2 separate regions of the Mus musculus genome follow, and region 1 is linked to region 2. Evidence: chromatin contacts called from public HiChIP or PLAC-seq data. All regions are on one chromosome and are shown on one strand. Each heading gives the region's core, a stretch centred on a gene start, on an enhancer-like site or on the middle of the called end of the contact. The rest is flanking DNA. Distances are from core to core; before and after follow the strand shown. Region 1 overlaps Pced1b (PC-esterase domain containing 1B). Region 2 has its middle 17 kb from the start of Gm32406.

Evidence for each region. HiChIP or PLAC-seq counts read pairs in DNA pulled down with a chosen protein or histone mark.
Region 1: a contact with region 2 is called in an H3K27ac HiChIP or PLAC-seq map of extraembryonic endoderm stem cells, with 3 times the contacts expected there. The contact joins two enhancer-like sites. A contact is called at or near these places in 1 of 115 datasets of contacts at active chromatin or transcription factors (extraembryonic endoderm stem cells) and 1 of 9 other capture datasets (embryonic stem cells).

Annotation. Positions count from the first base shown.
Region 1 is chr15:97,335,509-97,340,279 of GRCm38.p6, reverse strand. The region is part of intron 3 of Pced1b (PC-esterase domain containing 1B); the gene reads right to left. It overlaps Gm33325 (a long non-coding RNA gene), which reads left to right. Exons shown (of 5, transcript XR_875640.2): 5 at 1,915-2,111. Among named protein-coding and RNA genes, the nearest start is that of Gm33325, 20 kb to the left of the region's middle. Within about 2 kb of position 2,144, at least 33 of the 459 cell types and tissues checked have an H3K27ac peak or open chromatin away from gene starts, as enhancers often do. A contact at or near this core is called in extraembryonic endoderm stem cells, where this site is marked.
Region 2 is chr15:96,521,937-96,526,117 of GRCm38.p6, reverse strand. No RefSeq gene overlaps it. Among named protein-coding and RNA genes, the nearest start is that of Gm32406, 17 kb to the right of the region's middle. Within about 2 kb of position 1,792, at least 65 of the 459 cell types and tissues checked have an H3K27ac peak or open chromatin away from gene starts, as enhancers often do. A contact at or near this core is called in extraembryonic endoderm stem cells, where this site is marked.

The sequences.
Region 1 (4,771 bases), core at 895-3,394, 810 kb before region 2:
ATTTTACTCACAAGATAGTGTGTGTGGTGATGAGGTGAGGGGCTCTCCAGCCAGCTGGGGCTCAAAGTCCAGCTCTGTTATTACTAGCCAACCCTGGGCAAGGTGTCATGAAATGGGAATAACATGCTACTATCTTCTACTTGGGTATAAAGAAAGCAAAGCCCAGCATGGTCGAGCATGCCTTTAATCCTAGTTCTTGAAAGGCAGAGGGGCAGAGGGGCAGAGGGGCAGAGGGACAGAGAGGCAGAGAGGCAGTGAGGCAGAGGGGCAGAGGGACAGAGAGGCAGAGGGGTAGAGGCAGATAGATTTCTATGAGACCCAGTCAACTTGGCTTACATACTAAGTTCCAGGTTAGTCAGGGCTACATAGTGAAACCCTGCTAAAAACATAAAAGCAAAAGCAAACAATCAAAAATTGTACAGACACATGGAATACCCCCAGATGAGCTAACAAACAAACAAAAAACTATTGAAAAAGGTGCAGAGCTAGACTCGGCCTTCAGCATGGGGAGGACACAGGCACGAGGGCACACACACACACACACACACACACACACAAACACACCCCTCCCCTAGCCTGTAAGTAGCACTATCACAGCCTCAGTGCTGGGGGCCCTGTGGCTGGGGAGCCACCCTGCCTCGCTCACTTAGATTTGGCTAAGACCTCTCCATCGAATTCAAGCAAACACATGACATCCCTTCAGCATCTCCTTGCCAGGAGGGTACGATGGGTAACGTAACGCTGATTTCTCAGCTTGGCCGGATTGCAAGTGCTTAAGGGATTAAATCAAGCACACTTCTGGGACTCTGTGTGGTGGCGCTTTCCAGAGCGGACCCGACTAAGGCTGAGAGCAGGCGGCCCCATCCCATGGCTGTGGCACCTGGAGGGAATAACAGTACAAAAGGAGGCCAGAGCTAGCTCCCACACACAGCCCTGTCTGAAGGGCTCTGGCAGGCCGGGGCATGGCAAACATGGCTTCGGCAGGCTTTGCTAAAAAAAACATTCGATTATGTATCTAATGCTAGCCACCAAGGTCCAGCTGTCAAAGTATAGAAGTCCAGCAACCAAAAGGCGGCTCTGGCTACCTAATTCACCTGCCCAATCAAAATGTAACAACTCAGCCTAACATGGGGTTTCCTCCTTTGCCTTTATAAACTACCATTTTCCCATGGGCCATGTCGGTCTCCTCTCTATCCAAAGGCCGTCCTTTGTCTTCCTCTGGGACAAATATCCCTGCCCCCTCTCCCTTGTTCCCTTCTCCTTCTCGCTCATCCTCTATCTCCTGGCTTTGCTTCTTAGCCCTGCTCTTTGTCTCTCTGGGGCAAAGAAATCTTTGTGCTGAGAACTTGATCCTGTGTTTTTTTTTAACTCTTTCTCTTCCTTTGGTTTCCTATCCTCCCCCACCCCTCTCCTTTGCCCCTCCCTGCCCTTCCGAACTCCCTTCTTAACTCCCACAAGTGAATTGCCCCTCCCCACTCTGACAGGCTGTAGGTCTGCAACTGTGAACCCCATAAATCCTTCCTCCTCGGTCTCCCCACAACAACAGACAAACTGACGGACTGACGGACACAAAGGGCTCCCTAAGTTACTCTGGTCACTTCAACTGGTCTTTCCCTAGCTGCCTTCATTTACAGAGTTTTAACACGGCTCAATCCCCCCCCCCCCCCCAAATCCTATCTGGAGGAATGGAACTATTTGTGACTTCACAAAGCGTATCAGCGCGTCCCCGGTGGGAGTGGGCTATTCTTAGCGTCTGGTTCTGTGCCCGCCCCCCCCCCTCCCGCTGCGTTCAGTTCTGATTCCGACGGAGAAGTTACAGGATGTCTCCTGGGACAGAAGGGACTCAGTGTTTGGTTATGATATGCTGTCCTTGATTAGAACGGACAGAATTGAGGGATTTTTTTTTCCCTTCAGGAGAAGAAGCAAATTAGATCGAGGAGAAGTCAGTCCGACCAAGGAGAACAGAAGCATGCGACGACCCAGCATTCTGTCCAATGCATGTGGTATCCAGTCAAGAAAACACAGCCGAACTCGAGACCCATCCCATGGACAAGCACCAGTCCCTGACACTGTTAATGATCCTCTTAATGCTTGCAGATAGGAGCCTAGCCTAACTGTTACCCTTCTGTCTAAGCTCCGCCCCACAGTTGCCTGGCAACAGGCAGGTAGGCCTGACCCACTATGAAAGGGACTGCTTGCTCCCTCCTTCCTCTTCTCTTACTCTTGCTTCACTCTTGCCCCCTTGGGCTCTTCCCTTCCCCCCTCCCTTCCCCCTTCCCTTCCCCAATCTCTCCACGTGGTCATGGTCGGCCTCTACTTCTCTACTCTCTCCCCCTCTCTGCCTTTCTCTGCCTCTGCTACCCTCTTAATTCCCCTCCCCATGCCCTGAATAAACGCTATTCTATACTAGAGAGTCCCTTAGGTGGAAGGAATGCCTCAGCATGAGCCCGCTGAGACATCCCCTTCCTCCATACCTCACCACACCCCCATAGAACATAACCTCCATCTCTTTATCATTTTATAAACGCATCAGTAACTGTCCTCTGAGAGGCTCCACCCCGCAGCTGACTCAGACAGATACAGACACCCACAGCCAAACAGTGGATGGAGCTTGGATACGCTTATGGAAGAACAGGTGGAAAGACTGAGGCCCCAAAGGGGATAGGAACTCTACAGGAAGACCAACAGAGTCAACTAACCTGGGCTCTTGGGGCTCTCAGAGTCTGAACCACTAGCCAAAGAACACACGTGGGCTGGACCTAGGATTCCCTACACATAGGTAGCAGATGTGCAGCTTGGTCTTCCCAAACAACTGGAGTTGGGGCTGTCCTAACAGCTGTTGCCTGTATGTGGGATATGTTCTAGCTGGGCTGTCTTGTGTGGGGTGTCTGGGTAGGGGGATACCCAGGGGGGGGCACCCAGTTAGAGGAGAAGGGAAAGAGGGGAAGAATTGTGGGAGAGGGTGACTGGGAGGGAGGCAGGATGTAAATTGAATAAGTAAAACATAAAATTAAATTTAAAAAAAAGAAAGAAAACATAGTTCAAAGTGTTAATCAGGACCTAACTCCTCGGAAATACGGCTGAGTCTACAAAGACTTGTTTCTATATACTCTGTGTGTGTGTGTGTGTGTGTGTGTGCCTGTGTGTGTGTGCCTGTGTGTGTGTGTGCCTGTGTGTGTGTGTCCACCTGTGTGTGTGCCTGTGTGTGTGTGTGTGCCTGTGTGTGCGTGTGCCTGTGTGTGTGTGCCTGTGTGTGTGTGTGCCTGTGTGTGTGTGTGTGCCTGTGTGTGTGTGTGCCTGTGTGCGTGGTGTGTCTACTTCATGAGGCAATCACAGCGACACTTTCGTTTCTGTCGTATCGTCTAAGTACAAAATTGTAAACGACTCTAGCTTTTCAAAATTAACGTCATGGTTGCTTCTGGGTTCTTTACGTCCAGCGGATAGATATACTCTTCTGTCACCAGCGTTTAGAGAGCTGGCGCTCAGACATGATGCTGTTCCGTCTCTTGGGGCTTGGGGGTGCTTTTGCCATTTTATGGTCCTTGTTCCTTTAGCTTCCTAAACCCTCTAACTGTGGCCGTTCTAGTTTGACAATGTAAGCCTGCTGCTGTCAGCTTGCATCTCCACTGACAGTACCCCATTGTCTTAAGTAGGGACTTAGGGGCTCCCTGACCACTAAGCATTTATGTGGAGGCCAGTGCAGGTACCACTGATTCTGGGCAGAACAAGGCCCTTTCCCGGTTCCCCGGTCATGTGGGCCATTGAGAAACTGGGATCTTTTCTAGAGACTTTTCTATTCCAGCTGGCTTCACTCCATCCTAAGATACTGAGGTCATGAGAGTAACCCTGTCACAAGTCAGGTCATGAAAGTAACCTGTCTTAGTCAGGGTTTCTATTCCTGCACAAACATCATGACTAAGAAGCAAGCTGGGGAGGAAAGGGTTTATTCAGCTTACACTTCCACATTGCTGTTCATCACCAAAGGAAGTCAGGACTGAAACTCAAGCAGGTCAGAGAACAGGAGCTGATGCAGAGGCCATGGAGGGATGTTACTTACTGGCTTGCTTCCCCTGGCTTGCTCAGCCTGATCTCTTATAGAACCCAGGACTACCAGCCCAGTGATGGCACCACCCACAAGGGCCCTCCTCCCTTGATCACTAATTGAGAAAATGCCCCACAGCTGGATCTCATGGAGGCCCTTCCCCAACTGAAGCTCCTTTCTCTGTGATAACTGTTAGGTGTGAGGATACCATCCTCCTATTTTCTCCATGAAGAAACAGATCCCCTCCTGCCCAGTCCTCACACAAAGGACGGATGATCTTCAACTTACAAAAGGAATTACATCCAGGTGACACCACAGTGAACTGAGATTGAGTCAAGGGAGAAGGCTCCTAGCACAGTGCCCTACTGTATCCTATACCAGTAGTACCTACTAGTGCCTACCTAGTACACTAGTGCACTGCTTCCTATACTAACCAGGCACACCCTGCACATTAGTGTACTGCATCTCACACACCAGCCAGCCATACCTAGCACAATAACCTATCGCACCCAACACACCAGCCAACCAACCACACCTACCTAGTATACTAGGGTACTGAACTGAACACACAAGCCAACACCTACCTAGTACATTAGGGTACTGCACTGAACACACCAGCCAACACCTACCTAGTACATTAGGGTACTGCACTGAACACACCAGCCAACACCTACCTAGTACATTAGGGTACTGCACCGAACACACCAGCCAACACCTACCTAGTACATT
Region 2 (4,181 bases), core at 543-3,042:
TGTCTGTTTTGTTCTGTTGTAAAGAGTTAACAGAGGCTGAGAATCCATTAAAAAAATATACATTTATTTTTTTCTTCATTGTGAAGACAGGGGAGACCAAGACTGGAGCCGGCAGTATCAGGTAAGAACTTTCTCATGGCCTCTCCCCATGGCGGAAGGCAGACGGGGTAAGAGAAGACAAAACCACAAACAAGAAAACATACCGCTCACCCTTTTATAGCGACAATTGTCCTTTATTAGGGTAGAGGAGCCTGGGTCATAGCTCAGTGGCCCCAGGGTTTGACCTCTAGTACTATATAAACAAATAACAAAAAGCCCTTTTTACTATTAATAGGGAGACACCCTGTAAAATTTTAATAAAATCCAAGTCTTCTTAATATTAATTAGGTGGACACCACGCAAAAAATAATAATAAAATCCATTTTTCCTTTCCTAGCTCCTGGAAAGAAGACTCCACGACTAATTAGTTATTATTAAATTCCTAGGCCGTAAGTTTTGACTCATTCTCTGAGTAGCTTGTGACTTAGTTAACCATTTAAACTATTCTATGTCTACCAGTTGGTTAGTTACCTCTCTTTCAGTCCCAGCCCCCTTCTTTCTTCACGTGTCTCCCTGAGTTCATCTAATCTGCTGGTTTAGACCCCTCTCTGTGGTCTGTCTCCATGGTCTCTTGACTCTCTCTTTTATACACTCACTATTTCCCAGAATCCTCTCTCTTCCTGCCAGTGCCCCACCTCCTATTTGTTTGTTTGTTTGTTTGTTTGTTTGTTGGTCTTTTTGTGTTTTTCTTTTTTTTTTTTTTATTGACAGGTGATGCTTACAAGAGATCCTTTCTCTACAACACTCAGTGAAACAAACACTTCCTGTTTGGCTCGTTTCTCACCTCTGCTGCACTGGGGAAGTTTCGAACACTTGAATTTTGGTGACTACATTCCAATTCTGCAACACGCATTAAGAGGCTACCGTGTTATCTCTATTGAAATTATCGAGTGCATTCAGCACCAACTCGGCCGTCTGCTGAAGTCTCACCCGTACCACCTTGCAGTTCAAACCGTGCCTTCCTTTCCTACGAGCTTTCTTCTCACTGTCTCAGGTTCTTAAAACTGCAGACCTTCGGGCTGATACAGCAGCAAAACTGCCCAAGGACTGTGCCCAGCAGCCAGACAGATAATGCTAACAACACCAATTAAAATCAGAGATGCAGCAGGGCGGTGGTGGGGTGCACCATTAATCCCAGCACTCGGGATGCAGAGGCAGGTGGATCTCTTGAGTTTGAGACCAGCCTGGTCTACAGAGTGAGTTCCAGGACAGCCTGGGCTACACGGAGAAACCCTGTGTTGAAAAACCAAACCAACCAAACGAACAACAAGCAGAACATAGAAAGACAGCTACTGCTCTGCTCTAAGTCAGAGAGGGGGTGGAGGGTAGCGTGCCGGGAAGAGCGGCCTTGCAAGTAAGGCAGAGCTGGGCATGAGTCCCCACCCTGATGTTTGCCATCTGTGCTACCCTGCAGATGAGAAGGCCGCAGCAGGCCTGTCACCCAACACCCACCTCTTGCTGAGGAAAGTCTGGGAAGAAAGAAGGGGAAAGAGCCTACTCAAACCTCCTTGAAAGCCGGGGATGGCAGATCTCCAGGCAAACATGCTAACAAAGGCATAGAGGAGAGAGGTCCTTATCTAAGGAATGCTTCCAGCAAGGGCAACTTGATTGACAGGCTATTGAAAGCTGGGCTGTGTTGGAATGTCTCCCTAAACAATGTCTTGTACCCATGTGACTAAGCGAGCATACGTGGGATGAGTCGCGGAAGAAAAAGCAGCTTTAGGGCCAGAACTAATCAGAACACTGCAAGAAGTCAGCTGGGGATCTATACTGGTCCCTCTGTGCCAGTCAGGTTGAGGTAATGACAACAGCCTCCTCCTCCCCCTCCTCCTCCACTCCCTCCTCTTCCTCCTCCTCCCCCTCCTCCTCCACTCCCTCCTCTTCCATCTCCCCCTCCTCTTCCCCCCAATAATAATAATAATAATAATAATAATAATAAATCTACCTTTTTAACCAGAAGAACAAGCAGAGGAGGCAGGAGAATCACCCAACATGTAGCAGCATAGTAAATGCTAAATGCAACATGTAGCAGCATAGTAAATGCTAAATGCAACATGTAGCAGCATAGTAAATGCTAAATGCAACATGTAGCAGCACAGTAAATGCTAAATGCAACATGTAGCAGCATAGTAAATGCTAAATGCAACATGTAGCAGCAGTAAATGCTAAATGCAGCTTCTACTTCTGCCGTCACTGATGGGACCACTGCATGATGCGCAGAGCCTCCAGGGCTCACTGACGTCATTTACCTCCAGAGAGATCAATGACACAAGTGGGTGCTGCTTTGTATCACCCACTCTTCTGTATCACTTTGTAGCCCCAGCAGGCCTTGAACTCACAGAGCTTGCCTGTCTCTGCCTCGGGCATACTTCAATCAAAGGCGTGTGCCAGCACACTTGGTATAAGTGGTATATATCAACTCTTTTGCGACACCCGACCTCCTGAAGTTATAAATATACTCATCAGAGTGTCAGTGATAGTTATTTTTCCTTCCCTAAAGAAAAGAGTCCTAAAACATACCAAATTTAAAATTCCTTTTAAAATAACCCCTACAGTCTTCATAGTTCAAACTTAAACGGACCCTATTTTTCACCAGATGTGGTCAGAACCCGTACTCCCAGCACGTGGGAGGCTAGAACGGGAAGACTAGCCTAAGCAGAGACCCCCGCCTCAAGAAAGGAAAGCCTTTTTTCCCCCCTAAGCATTTGTTCAACAGGCATTGATGGTGTCCTACATGCAAGGCCGTGAGCATACACATGTGAACTAAATAACACAGCTCTGCCCTTTCCCTTGGGGCTTACAGGCTAGCGGAGAAACAGCCTTTAGACAAGTAGCGCCCAAACAAACGTGCCAATACGATGCCCATGTTGTGCTGAGGTGAGAAACCAGAATGTAAGGGAGCGGACATGTTGGGAGCTCAGAGAGAGAGCGGCCCTTACTCTGGGATACTCAGGGCAGGTGGTGTGGCAGGGATGAGGATAAGGGACCCTCGGGGCAGGTGGTGAGGGCAGGGGTGAGGATAAGGGACACCTGGGGCAGGTGGTGTGGCAGGGGCGAGGAGAGGAAGAACGTTTTTTTAAAAAATCATTTATTTATTTATTTATTTATTTATTTATTTATTTATTTATTTACACTCCAGATTTTATTCCCCTCCCAGTCCACCCTCTGACTGTTCCACATCCCATACCTCCTCCCTGGCCCCCTGTCTCCACGTGGATGTCCCTACTCCCCTTCCTCCACCCCACAAGACCTCTAAACTCCCTGGGGCCTCCAGGCTCTTGAGGGTTAGGTGCATCGTGTCTGAACCCAGACCCGACAGTTGTCTGCTGTATGGGTGTTGGTCACATCAGCTGATAGGAGAAGAAGAGCTTCGAGAGAAATGGAACAGTAGTGATCTTTTAAGGGTCCCCAGTTAATCCAGTGAGTCTGGGTGGCGTCGACCATGGGGATCAGGTCTGGGGATGTTGGCCATGAGGTCGTCTCTTTCTCCCGCCCCTTTGTGCCTTGTTCTCGTCCTGTCTTCCACCTGCCTTTCTCAGGGTTTCTTTGAGCGCTCTTCTGTTTGCCTCTCTGTTCCTTCTGTGGACAACATAACCTGTCCATGGCCTAACATCCCGTCTGTATGCTGGACACTTTTACAACCTCACAAGCTGCAGAGCAGAATGTCCACCCAGTATGTAAGCTTCTGCTTCCGTGAAGACACAAACATGACAGAGATTAGGGCAATGGGAGGCTCTCTCTCTCTTCATCTGTCTCTTTCTCCAGTTTGCTTCCTCTGCCAAGCTCCTGTGTCCCAGCAAGTGGTCACCCATCACTGGTTTCCCATGCCAGAGACCTGTGAATACATTCCCCTCTAGAATCTATTCATCTTTTATAAATACCTTTCTGTCTCTCCATCTCTGATGCTACCGTCCTAGCTTAAGACTTTTAAAAAATTAATCTGTGTGTGTCTCTGCATATGTATGTTCTCGTGAACATAGGTGCCCTCTGAGGCTTGGATCCCCTGGAGCTGAAGTTATAGGCCATCATGAACCCCCTAACATAGATACCTGGAACTGAACTTGGGACCTCTACAAGAGCAG